4 separate regions of the Mus musculus genome follow, and all the other regions are linked to region 1. Evidence: chromatin contacts called from public Hi-C and promoter capture Hi-C data. All regions are on one chromosome and are shown on one strand. Each heading gives the region's core, a stretch centred on a gene start, on an enhancer-like site or on the middle of the called end of the contact. The rest is flanking DNA. Distances are from core to core; before and after follow the strand shown. Region 1 holds the start of F730035M05Rik (RIKEN cDNA F730035M05 gene). Region 2 overlaps Cdkl1 (cyclin-dependent kinase-like 1 (CDC2-related kinase)). Region 3 overlaps Atl1 (atlastin GTPase 1). Region 4 has its middle 38 kb from the start of Gm32219.

Region 1 (3,271 bases), core at 436-2,935:
TTCTAACTCAAGGTGCAGCTTGTTGTACGGATAAAAAGACACAGTCATGAATGTGGACCTGAAGTCTTTTCTAAGCAAAGGTTTAGAGTTGGAAGGATACAAATTAGCAGTTGTCCTGTTTGGGTAGCAGTCTGCTAGGCTCTTAGAACCACAGTATCTTACTATAGGAGTTTATCCCTCAGTCTTGGAAATTTCCTATAGTTCTCAGGCACAAATGGTAGAGATAGATTTTCTCGATGTTCTTATGTATTTAGAAACGCCTAAGTAGTAAGTATGTATCCGCATTTCCCATTGCCACCAGGGTCTGCTGTTCATCTTTTCCAACTTAACTCCAAAGCCAGTTTTTCCAGCTTTCTCTTCCAAAACATTCACCACACCATCCCCCATAAGGCTGCTGCCGCCTTGCACTCTCCCTGTCCGCTCCTCCCCAACCTTTCACATTAGCTCTGGTTCTCTTCCAAGACTGGTCATGATGGGGTGGTGTTCCTCCACATGTCCACCACCCCAGAGACTCCGCATTCTGGCCCTTGGTAGAAATAGGAGCTGGTTGCCTAAATGTGGTGTCCCCCACATCTCTGGGGCCTCCACAAGGCTTCTGGAAGGGAGAAGGGTGTTTTTACAGGGATAGCTTCAGGTGAGTCTCTTGGCAAGGCCCATCAGGCAGTCAGCACAAAGTTCAGGAACTGCAGTCTCCACTCGGTCTGGGCCCTGGGCCGGGACCTCCCCCATCTTTGTTGCACAGCTAAGCTAGGCAGCCCTGAGGCCTGGGCAGGGTCACTATTAGAGGAACTCTAAACTTCCCTCTCCTTTCCTTAAACACTAAGCTTGACCCTCTAAGGCTAGGCTTTTGTATGTTTTTGTTTTCTGTGCCCCTTCCCGGCCCCCTGGACCTGAGCGGATTGTCAGGGCCCCCGGAACCTGGACGGATCACATAGGAGGCGCAGGATCCCCCTTGGTTAAGTGCTGAGCAAACTCCATAGTTTGCTTAGTTCGCCAGAGAGGGAAGCGTGGGCTCTTGCCACCAGCTGGTCTCCGGATCTCACACCACAGTGGAGCCCTGAGGATGGCACACCGCTGTGGGGGAGGTGGAAGGGATGGCCGAGCCTATGTCCTGCTGCTGGCCTAGACTTCGAGACCAGGACAGGGAGTGGAGGGGAGGGGGGACAAACGCCCTTCGCCTGGTACCTTGGGACACTTGTCGTAGTAGTGCTGCTGTGTACGGATCCAGCGCCCCACCAGGTGGTCGCGCACTGTGTGCGCAAGGGCGAAGTAGTAGTCGCGGGGGGTGGCCACATTGCGGTCCTTGACCAGAGTGAAGTGCAGGTGACGGTTGAAACCCTTTTTCAGCTCGGCCACATTCTCTACGCCCACGATGCCTCGGATGCTGATCTGCCGTCGCTTCTCCTGGTCGGTCAGGGGCTTTGCCATGGTTGCGGGCGGAGGGAGCACAGAACGGTCTCCGGGCTGCAGGACTGGCCTCCTCCCTTCCTTACTTGCTGCTTTTGAGACGCTGGGGAGTTGGGGATCCGCCCCTCTCCGGGTTCCCGCCCACCCGTGGCTCCCAGAGTGACGCCCCCCCAGGGGGGCGTGGGAGCCCCAGGGCGGTGCTGCGGCTGCGGGCACCGCCCCTCGGCCGCTCCCAGAACGTCCAGGTCACGTAGTGCGCAAAGGCTCTGACCGCGTCTCTCGGTGTGGAAGGAGGCCTCGGCTGGCTCGCTTGTTGAGTTCCCAGTAAAGCCATTGCCTCTTCTCAGTGGGTTCCACGGTTGCTTCCCAGGGTGACATTGTAGGGTCAGTGTGATTTAACCCTGATTGCCCCGGTCTTGCTTCCCAGTTTTTAGGCATAGTACTATCCTGGGTTCTAAGGGGGCCTTGGTTGGTTGGTTTATTTATTTTTTTTCTGAGGACGCAGGACTGGGGTTTCTTGACTCCTAGGCCCAGGCTGGACTAACCCACAGTAGTTGGCCACAGTTGGTGTAAAAGTCAAGGGGTCTGTTGAGAAAGCTTTAGTCTCAGTGGGGGACAAGACTTCGTTCGATTTGAGACCCCTTGTTTGCACTGCTCTTTGACCAAATGAGGCATAAGGATAAGAGGGCGTGGGGGAAGGGGAGGGAGGGAGAAGGAGAGAGCACTCCAGGAACCAGTTGTCCCGTGTTCAGGAGACATACTGGTGTGTGATCTTTATACCAGATCCGAATGTGATGGTGTTTAAACTTTGGAAAGGTAAACATGAGGCATTTTAAGATGTCAATTTTTTTTTTCTCAAAATGTATGTACTGTACGCGTGTGTCCTCAAATGTGCACACAGACACGTAGTGGTCCAGGGTTGGTTCTCTCCTCTCGTGATGGTTGCTGGGATCGATCCAGAGCGGTCAAGCTTGGCAGCAGATGCCTTTACCTGCTGAGCCATCTAGAGGGTCCGTGTCAGCCTACCTGCCTGCCTTCTTTCCTTCCTGTCTATCACTCCTTTCCTTCTTTCTTTTCTTTCTTTTTTTCTTTCTAAACAAAGCTAACTATTAGAGGCCAGAGAAGGAGTTTGGTTACTTAATTCATATAAACCAGCTATTACCCTAAAAGTGAAAGTTTTACTGTCACAGATCTAACTGCGGTTTCAGATCCTGGTCCTTCCAGCTTCCAGGGTTTTGGCTCCAGCCTTTGGGGCAGATGAAAACTAAGTGGCTTCATGCAATGGCTTTGAGGACAGCATGGTCCTATGAGACAGGGTAAGGGTTGGATTTGATTGAGCCAGAGATACCCAGAGCTGAGAGTGAGTGCAGAGTTTGGTCAGAATGCTTGACTTAAAGCTAAGAGGCTGTGAGCATCCACTTCTGTATTTGCCAGGTATTGGCATAGCCTCACAAGAGATAGCGATATCAGGGTCCTGTCAGCAAAATCTCATCTATTGGGTGGAACACAGGACCCCTAAAGAAGGAGCTAGAGAAAGTACCCAAGGAGCTAAAGGGGTCTGCAACCCTATAGGAGGATCAACAATATGAACTAACCAGTACCCCCCAGAGCTGTGTCTCTAGTTGCATATGTAGCAGAGGATAGCCTAGTCAGCCATCAATGAGAGGAGAGGCCCTTGGTCTTGCGAAGATCATATGCCCCAGTACAGAAGAATGCCAGGGCCAGGAAGTGGGAGTGGGTGGGTTGGGGAGCAGGGCAGGTTGGGGGGAGAGTATAGGGGACTTTCGGGATAGCATTTGAAATGTAAATGAAGAAAACATCTAATAAAAAAATAAAACTAAGAGGCAAATGATGAAGTGGGAAG
Region 2 (3,271 bases), core at 250-2,749, 480 kb before region 1:
CTGTAGCTGTCTTCAGACACACCAGAAGAGGGCATCGGATTCCTTTACAGATGGTTGTGAGCCACCATGTGGTTGCTGGGAATTGAACTCAGGACTTCTGGAAGAGCAGTCATTTCTCTTAACCACTGAGTCATCTCTCCAATGGAATGTTATTTTTTATTTAAAGTGAAAAGCATATATTTTTACTATAATAGAGTGAGACCCATTTTTTAATTAAAGGTATATAACTTTTCAAAAGAAGGATTTTAAAGAAACATTTCATCAGTTGACAATTCTGACAACTGTGTGCTTCTTGGTCCTTTGAAAGCCCCAGGATTTTACCTTTAAGAAGCCCAGTGCAGAGTAGGAGATGTTTGGAAATTTCAACTCAAGTGTTTCCTGTCAAAACGAAAAGGGACTTTTAGTTGACAGCACTCATTCTAATTAAGTTTCCTCACACTACATTTCTTTTGAGTAGACATCCTTCCTGACATCTCCTTGCCTTCTCTGCCCTTTTCCACCATGCCCCCCACCAGCAATAACCCCCTTGTGACTGTCATAAACTTCTCCCTTCACCTCTAAAATGCCTTTCCAATTTGATTTCCTGGTCACTCACTTCCCTTCCTGAGGAAGACAGCATTATAAATACATAAGGAAACACTGATGGAGACGAACAAAACAAAAGCAGCATTATCAATAGACACGTGCTGAGGTGAGAGAGGGGGGGTGGAGGTAGGGGGGTGTTTATGCCCACCCGCGAGTGCATGGACGTGCATGAGATTGTGGTTTTGTTGTGCTGGTTTTTTCCCCTTAGTTTGTATAAAATGCCTTTCCTGACAATAACTTTTGGCACTTACCAGCATTATCAAAGTAGGCACTAATTATTGCACCTATTGACATTTGCATAAAGGGAGTGTCAAAATACATTTTATCCCTACCCAGATAAACACGCTCTTGTTGGATTTCTGAAAGAAACACTGTTGTGGCCTCCCACACGTTCCTGCTATTTTTCTGATCAGCCCACGGTTTAAAGAGCCTTCCCAGAAGGCTCTTATCAATCTGCCTAGGAGGAAATAAGGCTGGCGTGCTCCCATCACTTGGTTGGGAGTGATCCTGGAAATGGGGGCAAAGCTGCGATTGGCCAAGGTAAGGAGCCGTCACACTGAGAAAGCCGACTGAAGATGAGTGCTGACCAGAGTCAATGACCACAGTGCGTTGTGAGTGCACTGTGAATATGCAAGGTGTGAGCTGAGGGCCGGAGCAATTGACCAGGCTCATCTAAGGGCAGGGTCTGGGGTTGTACTCCGGAGCTTCAGAGCCAAGTTCTTTTAGACAGGGAGCCAACCTCAACATAAATTCCCAATTGCACACATGCTAATGAACAAGAATCCTAATGTAACTTTGCATTAGCTTTTGCCCTCACGACTTAAAAAGCTCTTCCTATTTATCTAATGCAAGTACTGCATGGTTCTCAGGAAGAATGCCTGCGGCTTGGCTGTAAGACACAGGAGCCTTCCTGCCTGCTGAACCAGTTCCCCAGCCCCAGCAGGCGTCAGGCCTTGCTAGGTGGGAGAGGGCACAGATCACAGCCGTGTGCGGCTGCTTCCTGTGTTTCTGTCCACAGGAAATTCCTTGTAGGACAACCTCTGGGAGACAGGAGATGCTCTTCACGTTTACAGAGTTTACAGAGCCGAGGCCGCTGCTCAGGCCGCGGCCAGGAAATTGCTAAGGGATATTTGGTGCACAGCTGGGGATGTCCAGGTCACAAGGGAGCAGTGGGTCACTTCCCATAAGCCAGGTGCTGTTCCTGCCTCTCCATCCCAGCGTGACCCACTTTCCCTGAAGCTGGTAGTGCATGTGGGAATCGGGAGCTTTGTTGGTGGGACAAAGGCAGAAATGCAACCCAGAGGCCAGAGGAGGAACTTCCATCTGGAAACTGAAGTGCCTGTTCCCATCTGAAAGCACTTTCTCAGACGGTAGCAACTTGACCTCACCAAGCTTAATTATGCCTTGAAATTCTATTATTACTCTATTCTTTGCAGTGCTAGAAACCCACCAGGGCCTGCTGGGTAAGTACTCTACCACTGAGCTACACTACCTCCCCACTAAGTTATGAAATACTTTTTTACTGCATTATAGACCCATTAGAAGATATTTCAAAAATGTAAGAGCAAAATAAGAAATGAAAGTAGAATCTCCGAATCTCGCTACGAAGAGACAAGCACTGTACACTGGACATAGCAATGCACACCCGTGACCCCAGTACTTGAGAGGCAAGAGAATCCGGAGTTTAAGGGCAGTCTAGATTACCTCAAAAAATAAACAGAAAACAAAAAGAGAAAGATAGCCGGGCGTGGTGGTGCACGCCTTTAATCCCAGCACTTAGGAGGCAGAGGCAGGAGAATTTCTGAGTTCGAGGCCAGCCTGGTCTACAGAGTGAGTTCCAGGACAGCCAGGGCTACACAGAGAAACCCTGTCTTGAAAAACCAAAAAAAAAAAAAAAAAAAAAAAAAAAAAAAAAAAAAAAGAAAGAAAGATAATCTCTATTTATCAAATGTTAAAAGGTTTGCATAAGATGTGGCATATGCCTGTAATCTCAGCCCTCAGGATCATGAGGTTGGAGAATCAAAAGTTCAAAGCCAGGGCTGGAGAGGTGGCTGATCCAGTAAGTTCCTGCTGCTTTTCCAGAGGAACAGCACATAATTCTCAGCTCCTGCTTGCTGGCTTAAGACTAGCTACTAGTAACTCCAGGGGATCCAGCTACCTCTTCTACCCTCCACAGATACCCGGCATACAAGTGGGGCACAGACATATATGCAGACAAAACCACTTATATCCATACTCAAATAAAATATTTAAAAGTTCAAAGCCAGCCTGGGCTATAAGCTGAGACCTCATCTCAAGGAAAAGAGAAAGTAAAATTTTGCATGATTTCCCAGAGGTTCCTGTCTTTTTTATGTTTATATGTGCATATATATTTTATTGCTTATTTGAATTATATTAAATTATACTGTTTACTACTATTAAACAGTATATTTACAGTATAAATAGTATAAAATATTAAAATTATACTTTCAATTCAACAACCTGTTGTAGACTTTTCCAGATGGATGGATACAGATCTAATTATGTTTATTAGCCCCAGGAGAGCTACTGCACAGATATACTTCAACTTAACCTCTTCCTGAATACTAAAGGCAATAATGTAAACACTATACCTCTATACCCTTGTCTAATGGTTTCATTGGGACACATTGTTCAAAGTGGGTTGGGGAGATGAGCATTTAGATTC
Region 3 (3,271 bases), core at 349-2,848, 310 kb before region 1:
ACCTTCTTGATGTCATCATACTTGGCGTGTTTCTCCAGGCGGCACGTCAGATCCACAACAGACACATTTCGGGTAGGAACACGGAAGGCCATGCCAGTGAGCTTCCCGTTCAGCTCTGGGATGACCTTGCCCACAGCCTTGGCAGCACCAGTGGATGCAGGGATGATGTTCTGGGCAGCCCCACGACCATCACGCCACAGCTTTCCAGAGGGGCCATCCACAGTCTTCTGGGTGGCAGTGATGGCATGGACCGTGGTCATGAGCCCTTCCATGATGCCAAAGTTGTCATGGATGACTTTGGCCAGGGGGGCTAAGCAGTTGGTGGTGCAGGATGCATTGCTGACAATCTTGAGTGAGTTGTCATATTTCTCGTGGTTCACACCCATCACAAACATGGGGGCATCGGCAGAAGGGGCGGAGATGATGACCCTTTTGGCTCCACCCTTCAAGTGGGCCCCGGCCTTCTCCATGGTGGTGAAGACACCAGTAGACTCCACGACATAGTCAGCACCGGCATCACCCCATTTGATGTTAGCGAGGGGGGGGGGTGTGTCTCGCTCCTGGAAGATGGTGATGGGCTTCCCGTTGATGACAAGCTTCCCATTCTCGGCCTGGACTGTTCTGTTGAATTTGCCATGGGTGGAGTCAGACTGGAACAAGTAGACCATGTAGTTGAGGTCAATGAAGGGGTCGTTGATGGCAACAATCTCCACGGAGATTTTGCCACTGCAGACGGCAGCCCTGGTGACCAGGCGCCCAATACGGCCAAATCCGTTCACACCGACCTTCACCATTTTGTCTACGGGACGAGGCTGGCACCGCACAAGAAGATGCAGCTGTCTCTGGAACAGGGAGGAGCAGAGAGCCTCTTCCTTCCTTCCTTCCTTCCTTCCTTCCTTCCTTCCTTCCTTCCTTCCTTCCTTTCTTTCTTTTTTTCCTTCTTCTCTGTTTCTTTTTTTATATGTGCACAGTATTATCGTTTTTATTTTTCAGCTTATATAATTTCTGTATTTTTTCATTTCCTCTCTCTAAGCTGTTGCCGCCTCGACACCACAGGGTACACTGTGGTCAAATGAGAAGTCAACCATTGATCACTTAGCAAACTTTTTCTGAGGGAATAAAGCTTGATTCACTGGGGCCAGCACTCCCTGTGACCAATGAGAAACTCTGAACTCTTTAAATCTTGGGAGACATTCACACACACACATTCACACACACACACATTCACACACACACACATTCACACACACACACATTCACACACACACATTCACACACACACACATTCACACACACACATTCACACACACACATTCACACACACACACATTCACACACACACACATTCACACACACATATACACATATTTGGTGGATGAAGCAAACTCCAACAAGTTGACTCCAACAACTTTTTTTCTCTTAAGCACCTAAGACAGAGTATTCTATGTGAAAAAAAAGATTACCTCATAACTACAAGTTACACATTCTCTAAAAACAGTCAACACAAAACATATTCTTAAAAAGACAGACTAAAGTCATTACATGAAGGGTTATTGATTACACAAGGGTTATTGATTACACAAGGGTTATTGATTGTGAGCTTCTTTGAAACTTGTCTCTCACTAAACATTTCCCGGCCAGTGTTCTCTCCACAAGGTCAACACAATCCCAAAGCAAGAATTCTCTTGTCATTGATTAACAGAATTTAAGCAAGCCAGTCTACAGTATGTATTTACCAAGAAACAGATCACCATCTATCATATGTCTTATTTTTGAAGTCTTGTTCAGTTAAACTGGCAACATTTGCTCTCTGTTCTTATACTCATTATAGATTATTTACTCTTTATTCCTAGCTCTGCCTTTCCATGGTGTACACAGAAACCTGTGGTCACATCCCTAGAGAACAAGATCCAGGAACTCAGACCCGACCTAGAATGAAATGTTTTCTTTGCTCTCTAACTTGTCCCAAGTCTTTTTCTCTTCCAAGTTCAAGTGTGTGCTTGCCATGCCTGAACGTTCTCTGTGCTCGCTTCTACCTCTGCAGGCTGTGCTTACTCCTACAAGGAGTTCCTGCTGTGTTCTGTGTTTCAGGCACAGCAACTTAAACCATCTCCTTGGACTTTCTATCCACTACTCTAACTTCCTAAACCATTTAAATCAAATCAGGAATCCTGTAAAGTCCTTAATTCATCTAAACAGTATTATCTCAGGAAAGTTTATTTTTATGTTGATCTACAGGGAAATTTGCTCAATAATAATTTCACTCAGGAAGTAACCACACTAGGTTATCTAGGCATTGAAGGTTTCCCCATGTCTAGTCACACCAGGCCAGACACACAGCAATGACAAACATGAGAAGGCACATCAGTAGCAGAAGCAATTCTGGAACAAAGCCCCTTAGGCTGTGCCTCTCCAGAGTACACCCATCAAAGCTGTGAAAAACAGTGAGCCTTATCCAGGAAGCTCACACGGCAGCAGCACTAAGCCCTCCCTCCCTTATACCTAACACACAATCTCTTTCAAGTTCATGGCCTCTTTTCTCGTTAATTGTTATATTCATATACGTATATACATATATTCTTAAGTGTATCATGTTCAATTGGTATAATGTTGTCTGTATCAGGACTGACCATTTGATACTGGATAACTACTGGTGTGCTCTTCCATAGGGAACACTGGTCCTCCTAGTGTCAGCATTTCTTAGTTGCTTGGAGTTCATTGTGTAAGACTGAGACCTCATGAACTTTTTCTGTCCACTTTGGAATGTCTATTTGGGCAGTGATGTTGGTGAGACTTTATGGTTGTGGCTTTTGATGTTACAAGGAGATATTACATGGAGTTTGCTGTGAGATATTACATAATATCTAGGGATCTAGGGATGTGACCACAGGTTTCTGTGTGTACCATGAAAAGGCAGGGTTATGAATAAAGAGTAAATAATCTATAATGAGATATTACATAGTATCTCACAGCAAAATCCATGGTCCTCTGGTTCATACAGTCTTTCTTCCTTCCTTTCCGTTATGTTCCCTGAGCTGTGGGTGTGGGTGTGGGTGTGGGTGTGGGTGGGAGTGTTTGGTAGATGTGGCCGTTGGGAATGGACTCCATAACACTATAGTTTGATTGGGTGTGGTTTTCTGTTGTGGTCTTCACAAGAGAATTTTCCTTGATAAGGGAGAAGTGAAGACTACGTCTGTCTGGGTATAAGGACAAATGCTTACATTTTTGTTAGAGATTATGCTGGCACACATAACTTGTGCTAACCAAGTCT
Region 4 (3,271 bases), core at 362-2,861, 270 kb after region 1:
AGGAGCAGGAGGAGGGGGAATGGAATAAGGGACTTCTCTGGGGGTAAATCGGGAAAGGGGATAACTTTGGAAATGTAAATAAATAAAATATCCAATAAAATATAATCATACATACAAACAAACAAACAAACAAACAAAAAACCCTTCACATCTCACCCACGGAAGCCCATATCAGCAGGTGGAGCTATTTCCTTGCAAATAGCCTTTCGGTTTTTAATCCCTCCTTTCTCTGTGCTCCCATTCTTGACTAGCAATTAGGATAAAGAGGTCTATGTATTCTTTTCTCCCCATCGTATTAACAACAACAACAAAAATGTTTAGGTGCAGAGCCCCAAATAAAACCATGGACTATTTTGAGTAGCTGAAGAGCCCACTCTATAAGCAACTTCTTGATTAAAGAGTCCGCGTGTTAAAATCCAAAAGATTCTAGAGTGTGCGCTGTTTCTTGCCGGTTTCCTGCCTTGTGGGTGGTTTTCTTTATAACTGTTCCAAATAAACACCAGTAACTTTCTCTGGAATAAAAACTCAAGGAATAACAATGATCTAGTTCTAAGTACCTGTCTCTCCTCTCCTCTCCTCTGATCAAGCCTAAAGTCACAGTGGCTGTTCCCCGATTTTAAACGTCCTGTGACACCCAAGAGTTTGCCTTGAGGTAGATCTGGAGTTTGGTTGAGATTTGTTTCTTCTCATTTGTCCTCGTAAGAGTTGACCCACGGAGACTTTGGCCTCTGGTGCACTGTCCACAGTCCAGGAGAGAATGTCTTATTCTATCTGCCCTACACTAAGCCACCATCTGTATACTGCTGGCTCCCAAATGTCCATCTGCTGTCTTTCTCACTAGATTTTTTCTTTAAATTTAGTTTTCTTTTTATTGATTAATTTTCTTATTTGACAATTACATAGTTTGTATGTATTTTATTTTTTGCTATTGTTTGTTTTTAAAATAGTGTCTCACTCTATATAGCTTTGACTGACCTGGAACTCACTTTGCTAATCAGGCTGATCTTGAACTCACAGAAATCCAACTATCTCTGCCTCCCATGTGCTTGGATTAAAGGCGTATACCACGCACCACACGTGGCTTTTGCTGGAGTTTTAAGTTTTCTAAAAACTTGGCCACCCTGGAGGGTGAGCTAGAGATGTCTGAGAGAATGACAGTACAACCGTGTCCCTCTACCTTCATCTTTTCTCTCAGGATATAAAAACACGGGGTTGAGAGTCAGAGTACCCCCGTGGGCCTGCTGACACAAGGGTCTAGAGGCACTGGGGCCTATAAAGCCAGTGAGGGCTGAAAGGAGGGAGGGAGGCAGTCGGAGAGCCACCGGGGACCCATGCATCTGAAAGGGAGGGAGAGACAATAATGTCTACCAGCTGCAGTCTCAGCTGCCTCCCCTAACGATACCACTGAGGACCAGGAGCAAAGTGGTCAGAGACCCCGTGTGGTTTTGAGGGCTCTTTCCTCCTAAATCCTCATCGCTAGGGACAGAGCTGGTAATAAAACTGTAGATTACGCAAATTTCCCCCAAGGGGCAGATTTGAACTCTGTTAGCAAGAAGGCTCTCCCCCGACCTATCTGTCTCCCTGGACTGTGGAGGGGCTAGTGAGCAAGAGCAGATCTAGGCAAGTTTGGAGCTCTGGGGTGAATTTGTTACACCCTGATACTTGTCTACCCTTACACTTCATAGGGCACACACTCCATTCAGGAGACACAGAACCTTTAAAAGTGTGAGACTCGGATGGGATCTCCTACCCCAACCCTACGGCCTTCCCGCTGGGCACTGAATGAAATACCAGCATTTCTCCGTGTCCAAGGACCTGCGTCTGCTCTTGCCTTCCCGTTGCCTCTAGCGCACCCCTTTCTATCTGGTAGATCATGCTGTGCCACGACCTCAATAGTCCTCCCTGCCTGCCAAGCCCCCCCTCAGCCTTCCATGGCTCCAGATTAGTAGCTTCATAAGTATCCCCCACCCCTTCCCCGCCCCTGCTCTGAACTTTGTTCTACTCTGCGACACTGCTGCTTTAGACCCCTTCCCCCCCCCCCCCCCCCACACACACACACAGACTGAGATGTCTGTATGCTGTTTCCTTCTCCCGCATTTCTGCTCCGGTGCTCTGAGACGCTTTAAGCTGCATGGAATTAGCTTAGTGAGGCTTAGTTAGCATCCAGGTCTCTGGAGGCACAAGCTAAAGCAGGGGTTCTCAACTTGGGGGTCACCATCCCTTTGGCAAACCTCTATCTCCAAAAATATTTACATTGCAATTCATATCAGTAGCAAAATCACAACTATGAAGTAGCAGTGGAAATAATTTTATGGTTGGAGTGGGGAGGGCAGTCACCACAACATGAGGAATTGTATTAAAGGGTCGTAGCATTAGGAAGGTTGAGAACCATTGGGCTAAGGGTCAGGTCAGGAGTCTACACCTCATAAAATTTCTGTGGGTACACCCAGGGTGAAGCCAGCCTGAGATCTGCTGGACCAGCAGGCAGAGGACAGACTGTTTAGCTCCATAAACTGAGGGAATTAATTGTGTTGTTTTAGATTTCTCAAACAATTAGCACAGAGCTAATGATTCAAACACATTTTAATGTCTGAATCTATAGCTATTGGCTCTCCTGCCTTTGGAAGCATTTCTCAGGAGCAGTTGGAGTCTTCAAATTTTCCATTTGAATGCTATTATGAGCTTCAGTTTATAAAGGAATCAAAACTGAACAGGCTTGCAAGCATCTCTCAGTGCAGCGGCACAGCGGCCTCCCTCCTCATCTAAGCCGTATAACTCCACAGTCTACTGCAGAAAGCTATCCCTGCTTTAATGAGATCCCCACTGGATCCCAGAGACATTTGCTTGGTTTCCTCTCCTTTCTCTCAGTACTCCTGGGCCTTATTTCTGTGAAGAGCCATGTCATCAACAAGATTAGCATTTCTGGATAAGCCATGTCTGTCCTCAGGAACCTTCTTCTGCTCATTTAGTCTCTCATTGCTGCTTGTAAAATGGCAGGCAAGCATCTGCGAGCCAGGCAGAGAGAGGCACTTTCTGGCCCTCATCATGTGCTCATCAAGTTAAGCAAATAACTCCATGATAGATAGTTCCTTCCAGGTTACACTGTGGAGATTGCATACATGTGTGCGTGCATGTGTGTGTGTCTGTGTATTGGTGCATGCATGAATATGTGTGTGTGTGTGAGGGGGTAGGCCAGAGGACGTCAGCTTTCATTCCTCAGGCGCTGTCCGCCTTCTTCTTTTGAGATAGGATCTCTTACTTCCTTGGAGTT

Evidence for each region. Promoter capture Hi-C pulls out the DNA fragments that hold promoters and counts their contacts. A called contact is a pair of places that touch in the nucleus more often than the background predicts.
Region 2: a promoter capture Hi-C map of trophoblast stem cells shows a contact between it and region 1, with 6 times the contacts expected there. The contact joins the enhancer-like site here to the promoter of F730035M05Rik in region 1. A contact is called at or near these places in 14 of 39 promoter capture datasets (the 3T3-L1 cell line, 3T3-L1-derived adipocytes, the C10 cell line and 9 more), 14 of 484 Hi-C or Micro-C datasets (B cells, the G1E-ER4 cell line, the N1E-115 cell line and 6 more) and 3 of 9 other capture datasets (adipose tissue, embryonic stem cells and embryonic tail).
Region 3: a Hi-C map of liver shows a contact between it and region 1, with 3 times the contacts expected there. The contact joins the enhancer-like site here to the promoter of F730035M05Rik in region 1. A contact is called at or near these places in 18 of 39 promoter capture datasets (the 3T3-L1 cell line, 3T3-L1-derived adipocytes, the C10 cell line and 12 more), 16 of 484 Hi-C or Micro-C datasets (the C2C12 cell line, the G1E-ER4 cell line, the HL-1 cell line and 11 more) and 1 of 115 datasets of contacts at active chromatin or transcription factors (embryonic hindbrain).
Region 4: a contact with region 1 is called in a Hi-C map of uterus, with 3 times the contacts expected there. The contact joins the enhancer-like site here to the promoter of F730035M05Rik in region 1. A contact is called at or near these places in 4 of 484 Hi-C or Micro-C datasets (adipose-derived mesenchymal stem cells, embryonic fibroblasts, muscle stem cells and 1 more).

What each region holds. Positions count from the first base shown.
Region 1 is chr12:70,226,156-70,229,426 of GRCm38.p6, forward strand. It overlaps F730035M05Rik (RIKEN cDNA F730035M05 gene), which reads left to right and starts at 1,686. Exons shown (of 5, transcript NR_045174.1): 1 at 1,686-2,223. Pygl (liver glycogen phosphorylase) reads right to left here and starts at 1,528. Exons shown (of 20, transcript NM_133198.2): 1 at 1,186-1,528. The coding sequence starts at 1,428. It overlaps Gm38467 (a long non-coding RNA gene), which reads right to left. Exons shown (of 3, transcript XR_381644.4): 3 at 3,197-3,271.
Region 2 is chr12:69,750,397-69,753,667 of GRCm38.p6, forward strand. It overlaps Cdkl1 (cyclin-dependent kinase-like 1 (CDC2-related kinase)), which reads right to left. Exons shown (of 10, transcript NM_183294.2): 8 at 322-378. Among named protein-coding and RNA genes, the nearest start is that of Mir681, 12 kb to the right of the region's middle. Within about 2 kb of position 1,500, at least 34 of the 459 cell types and tissues checked have an H3K27ac peak or open chromatin away from gene starts, as enhancers often do. A contact at or near this core is called in the N1E-115 cell line, liver and trophoblast stem cells, where this site is marked.
Region 3 is chr12:69,920,698-69,923,968 of GRCm38.p6, forward strand. All of the region lies in intron 2 of Atl1 (atlastin GTPase 1), which reads left to right. It also overlaps the pseudogene Gm6316. Among named protein-coding and RNA genes, the nearest start is that of Map4k5, 29 kb to the left of the region's middle. Within about 2 kb of position 1,599, at least 4 of the 459 cell types and tissues checked have an H3K27ac peak or open chromatin away from gene starts, as enhancers often do. A contact at or near this core is called in liver, where this site is marked.
Region 4 is chr12:70,495,535-70,498,805 of GRCm38.p6, forward strand. No RefSeq gene overlaps it. Among named protein-coding and RNA genes, the nearest start is that of Gm32219, 38 kb to the right of the region's middle. Within about 2 kb of position 1,612, at least 15 of the 459 cell types and tissues checked have an H3K27ac peak or open chromatin away from gene starts, as enhancers often do. A contact at or near this core is called in uterus, where this site is marked.